Linked DNA regions of Mus musculus: region 1 is linked to region 2. Evidence: chromatin contacts called from public HiChIP or PLAC-seq data. All regions are on one chromosome and are shown on one strand. The core of a region is the stretch at or near the end of the contact, and the rest is flanking DNA. Distances in the headings are between cores, read along the strand shown.

Evidence for each region. HiChIP or PLAC-seq counts read pairs in DNA pulled down with a chosen protein or histone mark.
Region 1: an H3K4me3 HiChIP or PLAC-seq map of craniofacial prominence shows a contact between it and region 2, with 4 times the contacts expected there. The contact joins the enhancer-like site here to the promoter of Thtpa in region 2. A contact is called at or near these places in 7 of 39 promoter capture datasets (the C10 cell line, the HPC-7 cell line, the SN4741 cell line and 4 more), 1 of 484 Hi-C or Micro-C datasets (B cells), 24 of 115 datasets of contacts at active chromatin or transcription factors (the 230-238 cell line, the SCID.adh cell line, T-cell acute lymphoblastic leukemia and 12 more) and 3 of 9 other capture datasets (adipose tissue, macrophages and pancreatic islet).

Annotation. Positions count from the first base shown.
Region 1 is chr14:55,461,699-55,464,398 of GRCm38.p6, reverse strand. No RefSeq gene overlaps it. Among named protein-coding and RNA genes, the nearest start is that of Gm41158, 5.5 kb to the left of the region's middle. Within about 2 kb of position 1,273, at least 4 of the 459 cell types and tissues checked have an H3K27ac peak or open chromatin away from gene starts, as enhancers often do.
Region 2 is chr14:55,093,483-55,096,182 of GRCm38.p6, reverse strand. It overlaps Thtpa (thiamine triphosphatase), which reads right to left and starts at 1,399. Exons shown (of 2, transcript NM_153083.5): 1 at 177-1,399. The coding sequence starts at 723.

The sequences.
Region 1 (2,700 bases), core at 24-2,523, 370 kb before region 2:
CAATCTTATGGGATTTGCTTTGGTTAGTAGGACATGTGACTAAGGATGAGCCATCTTAGGCTGTCTTTGTACCCATCCCATGGTGATGATCTTTCTCTGTGTGGTATGGGATGAATGGGGCCTGCCTGTCACATGGTACCTTAAAAACGGTTGAAGGATGAGGAAACATTGCAGTCCCTGAGAGCAGCATGAGATTTTTGACAAGCTGTTGTGGCAGTTGTGTGACCACTGCTGTGTGTAGTAAGACATGCACCTGAGCCTAAGATGGCTGCCCAGAGAGAGTTTTCTTACGTAAGTGAGGAGTTACGATGGGGAAGCACCACATAGCTAGCTAGTGTTCTCTACCTTAGCCCCTGGTTTCTTAGGTAAATTGGACAGAAGAGGTAGTGAGATAGGCACGGTGGTGTGCTGCTCCTTATGACGGGCGCCTGATAAGGAAAAAAGAGTGAATAGTTTGCAGTGTTAAAGAGCCCTTTCTTGGAATCCATGGGAGAAGTTCATTTTTAAAATTATGTTTTAACTAACTAACTAACTAACTAACTAGCTAGCTAATTAATTATTGTACATTGTAAGGGTCTGAAAATCACTGAAGAAAGACCCCAGACTCAGGTAGCATGCAAAGACAAAGAGTGTTTATTCTACAGAAATAACCAGCATGCAGGGGTCAAACATTCCCCCAAATGGCAACCCTAGACAAAGATGAGCAAGCCTTTTTATAGAGAGCTGGGGGAACTCTCTAGAAGGATTAGATAATCTAAAATTTCATTGGTGCTAGGGGGTCACAGGTGGTCAGTGGTTCTCATGCCTATGCCATAAACATTTAACCATGGAATGAGATAGGGCCGGCCATCCTGCGGTAAGATATTTTCCCATTCTTGTGGTTATCCCCGGGCTGTTCTTTGGAAGAGGGTTCTATGGCCCTTTTCTCTGGATTTTATGGTCTGTTCCTGGAGCTTTTGCCTTATGGCCTTCTTTTTAAAATCAGGCCTGGTCCTTAAACGGAGACAAATGGGGTTCATGTTGTCCTTTCACCATCCCAGCCACAGCACCCCATAATCCTTTCTCCCCTCTCCCCATCATCTCTCCTTCTTTTCCTTTAGAAAACTGGATCATCTCTCCTTCTTTTCCTTTAGAAAACTGGAGGTCTTGTGGGCAGAGTCCAATACAGAAGATCATCTGTAAGCTCTGTGAGGTCACGGCGAGACATGCCTTTGGTCTTAGCACTAAGAAGGAGGATCTCTGAGTTCTAGGCCAGACTGGTGTGTTCCAGGACAGCAAGGTCTACACAGAGAAACCTAGCCTTGGAGCCTACCTGCGCCCCCACCCCCCCAAGAAAACAGCAGGGAAAAATATCCATGATTCAGAATGAAAGTGGGAAACTTAACAAGGGCTGGGTTGTGAGAAAGTCTGATAGCAATTGAGTTAACTGCTTCAGTTGGGAAGGACTTTTAAACAAGTGAAAAGACTCTCTCAGCCTGGCTTACAAGGCTGGGGTGTGGGGGCCATGAAAGCAGCCTCAGGGGTGTGGAGCAGGGAAACTAATGTAACAACTTATGCCTCCTCCAGACAAAGGCAGAATAGTTTGTAATGTTAGGGAACTCTGTCCCTGGGGATTGTGTAAGAAGAAAACAAAGCAGAGGTTCCTTAAGTACTTTGAAGACAGGGTCATTTCAGAATAAACCAGAGAAGCTGCTCAGAGAGGCTGGGGAGAGGAGCTGATCTTACAGGCTGGGGAGGGCTTCCTTAAAGCACTGAGTTTGGGTGCAGGATGGCCACATTAGTGCTTAAAGTAGGATCCTCAGGAATGGTGTATGTGGTGCTGGCTTCAGGAAACCGACGTCTAGGAGAGTTGACACTGAGGGATCAGGGACTATTCGTGGTGGGTTGCCTCAGAGACATGTTCTTGTTTTCTCAGATTGGTTCATTCAAGGCGGTTGAGAACTTGGCGTTCAGCAGGTCCTGTGAAAATCAGGAATTGGAACAATATGGGAAGGGCAGGCACTACTGAGAGAATCAGACACAAGAAAGGCACTCTTCGATTCCCAGTTTTGTTTTCTTTTTCTTTTTCTTTGTTTTGTTTTTAGCCAGACAGGACTGTGCTTACTGGAGAGTTGAAAATTGAGCCAGGACCTCAGAGCTGGTATGGGGTTTTAGTAGCTTCGCCGAGGAGATGTTTATGAAGTAGGAGAAACTTAGATGGTCCCAACTGCCTTAGAGCAGCCTATGAATCAGGTTCTAAAAGTGCTAAGACAATCAAAAGGAGAGAGGGGCCAAGAAAGACAGACGAGGGGGTTTGTCAGTTACTTGAAGGCAAATACTTCAGGATTGCTGTTGAGCTGTAGGTCCCAAGGAAGAGTTGACAGAAAGCCCTATGCCCGCTGGCAAGCTTCTGGAAGACTTTAAAGTCCAAAGAATAGTTTACAGACTGCAGAGCTGATAAAACAGAGCAGGTGTTGGGGCTGAGGTTCGTCACTTGTTAAAAGTGTCCCAAGGACCCAAGTTAAACAAACACAGACTAAACCCTTGCAGTCAAAAGACTAAGCGTGTCTCAGGAGAGGGTAGCTGTGTGCCCAGATTAAGCCCTGCATATTTTCTTCCTTCCTTTCTTCCTTTCTTCCTTTCTTCCTTTCTTTCTTTCTTTCTTTCTTTCTTTCTTTCTTTCTTTCTTTCTTTCTTTCTTTCTTTCTCACTCTCTTTCTC
Region 2 (2,700 bases), core at 150-2,649:
AAAATGATTTCCCTCCACTCCTCTATGGCTCAGTAAGGACCTGCAGTGAGGTTAAGTGAGAAAAAAGGACAGCCCAAAGGGCCTGCCTGTCTTCCTCACCCACCATGTTCCTGAGCATAGAAGGGCCTGCCTCCCTCCCCCACCATGCTGCGCACACAAAGACCTGTCTCCCTCACCAAGCATGCTACTGACGGTGATGATCTTCTCTAGGGCAGCCGGGACTTCAGCCTTCTCGTGCACCATGGCCTCTACCTCACCCACAGCATAGCCGAAGTCCGCTGAATCCAAGTCTATTGTGAGCTGAGGCTCCTGTCCATGGGCTCCAGATAAGGCCAGCTTCCAGGAGCTTCGCGTAGTAATAAAACTAGCCACCTCCTGCAGCTTCAGCGAGCCCAGGACAGCAGCCACACCTGCAGGCTTCTGCTCCCCAGACCCGAGCAGTTCAAAGAGCTGGGCCACAATCGCAGCTTCCGATGTGACTTCCACATACTCATTGTGAGGTCCTGAGACACCTGTTACTCCAGGACATTTGAGCTCCCATCCACTACCTTCTCGTTGTCGCAGCCAGTGGTCAGACAGCATAAGGCTTAACTCAGAGGTATCATAGTATGTGTCTCGGAAGGTGACCCGGTGCTCCAGGGTGGCCCCCAACTCCTGCAGCCTTTCCTCCGTGTCAGGCCCTGGAGCGAACTTTCGCTCCACTTCAATCAAGCCCTGGGCCATATTAACCTGCAACCCTGTTTGCCAGGTATTCACTGAGTGCTCAAGGTGAGGACTAGTCAGCAAAGACGGACTAGTCCTGGATCAATTTAAGATGCATATACACTGTCCCAGAGCTCTGCTCCAGGTTCACAGGGCTCTACTTGGAGGTCTCTGCGGGCTGCAACAATGGTGACAAGTCTCCAGTTAAATCCTACTACTGATAACCCAAAAGGCTCCCTAGCAAACAGGCCGTAATGCTGATGACCTATCTTCTCGCTACACCTTGCTACCCAAGGCCAGTGATTCACTGCCCAGGATGATCTGCCATTCTTCGCCTAGCACCAAACAGCGGTACCTCGGGACACTCTTCAAGACCCCAGGGTCTCCTTCTCCCGGGACCCGGAAGTGGGGGAAGGGTGCCCACGCTACACCCGCGAGGAATGCCGGGAGCGGTCTCCGGCTCCGGACCTTAGTCCAGGCTCTTTACGCGCGAGACCGGTCCCAGCACTAGCGGCCATATTAGACCGGTGTGGCGGTGCCGATGACAAGCTAGGCCTGAGAGGTCTGTTAGGTTACGTGCGACCCAACCCGGTGGGCAAGAGAAGAGAGAGCTTCCTCTTGCCCGCTGTTCATCCTGCATTTTTCCTGGAGCCCAGGAATCGGCCAAGATCTCGAGCCTTAGCGTGAGCCTGGCATCCTGGGCCTGGTGCATGATGGGAGATGTAGTTTCCAAAGGACCACCTCACCTTTCCTGCCCACCGATCACTAAGGAAATCAGAATTAGTTTCAGCAAGCGGGACTCTACCTCAAGCTCTACAGGAAGGCTTTTGGGGGTGGCGAACGGGAAGAGTAGTTCCCAACCCCTCCCAGTGTAGACAGTGAATGCGACTGATAAAACACAAGCTATGGCTCCCCACTAAGTGGGGAGTTGTAATGGTTAGTGGAGTAATTCAGTGGTCACTTGGAATATTTTTTATAGTTGTTTTGTCTTTTGTTGCTTCTTGTTGTTTTGACACAAGGATCTCATGTAACCCAATTTGACCTGGAACTCCTCATTCCTCTTCGAGTGAGTGCTGGGTTACCTGTGTGAGCTGCCATGCCCTTACCTCTATCCTGGGATTTTCGAGAGGATAAATGGGAAACTTTCTGTCAATGGAGGAAGTGATGTTTTGAATGTGAATTAGAGATGTAATGGGACAGCTGGAGTGATGGATGCTCAGCACTTAAGTACACTTGCTGTGCTTACAGAGCTGGGATTACCTTCCCAGCACTTAAAGCGCAGGTGGCAACCTCTTTAACTCCAGTTACAGCGGGGTTCTTACGCCCTCTTCTGGCATCCTCCTGTACTGTACTACAGACAAAATACTGGTACATGAGAGTGTATGAGAGAGAATGAATGAATGAATGAATGAATGAATGAATGAATATGGTGGGATTTCTGGAGACCTAGGTGGGAATAACCGCCTGGGTAAAAGCCCAGAAACTAGCTACAGCACCTAGCCAGTATCTAAGCTGACGATGGCTTGAAGTGCAATTGAGTGGCGGGTTGAAAAGCCATGAGTGAGTGGCAGACTCAGTTCAACAGTCGCGGAGGTGGCATTGTTGGGAGTACGAGCAGTAGACAGGCAGAGTGCTGTGCTGCTGCTGGTTTCCCACCATCGGGGAAGCTGAGGCAAGAGGTGACAGCTTGCGGAGAGCCTGAGCTACAGACTGACTTACAGCCCCTCCTGGGCCAAGAGTGAGACAGGCAGGGAGCATCATGGGAACTTGGCACTTACAGACATGGCATTTTGAGCTTAGGAAGGCATTAAACAAACTCCTGCTTCTGGTCTATGGGTTGGATCTTATAGAACACAGAAAATACCAGTGCTTCAACAAGACTGAAAAGTAAAGCCAAGGATCTGAGTGGGGAGGGAACAAGTCCGAGACCCCATCTCTTCTCATTAGCCCAAACCTCACCCGTCCGTCCTCTTTTGTAGACCCACTTGCTCCTGGCCA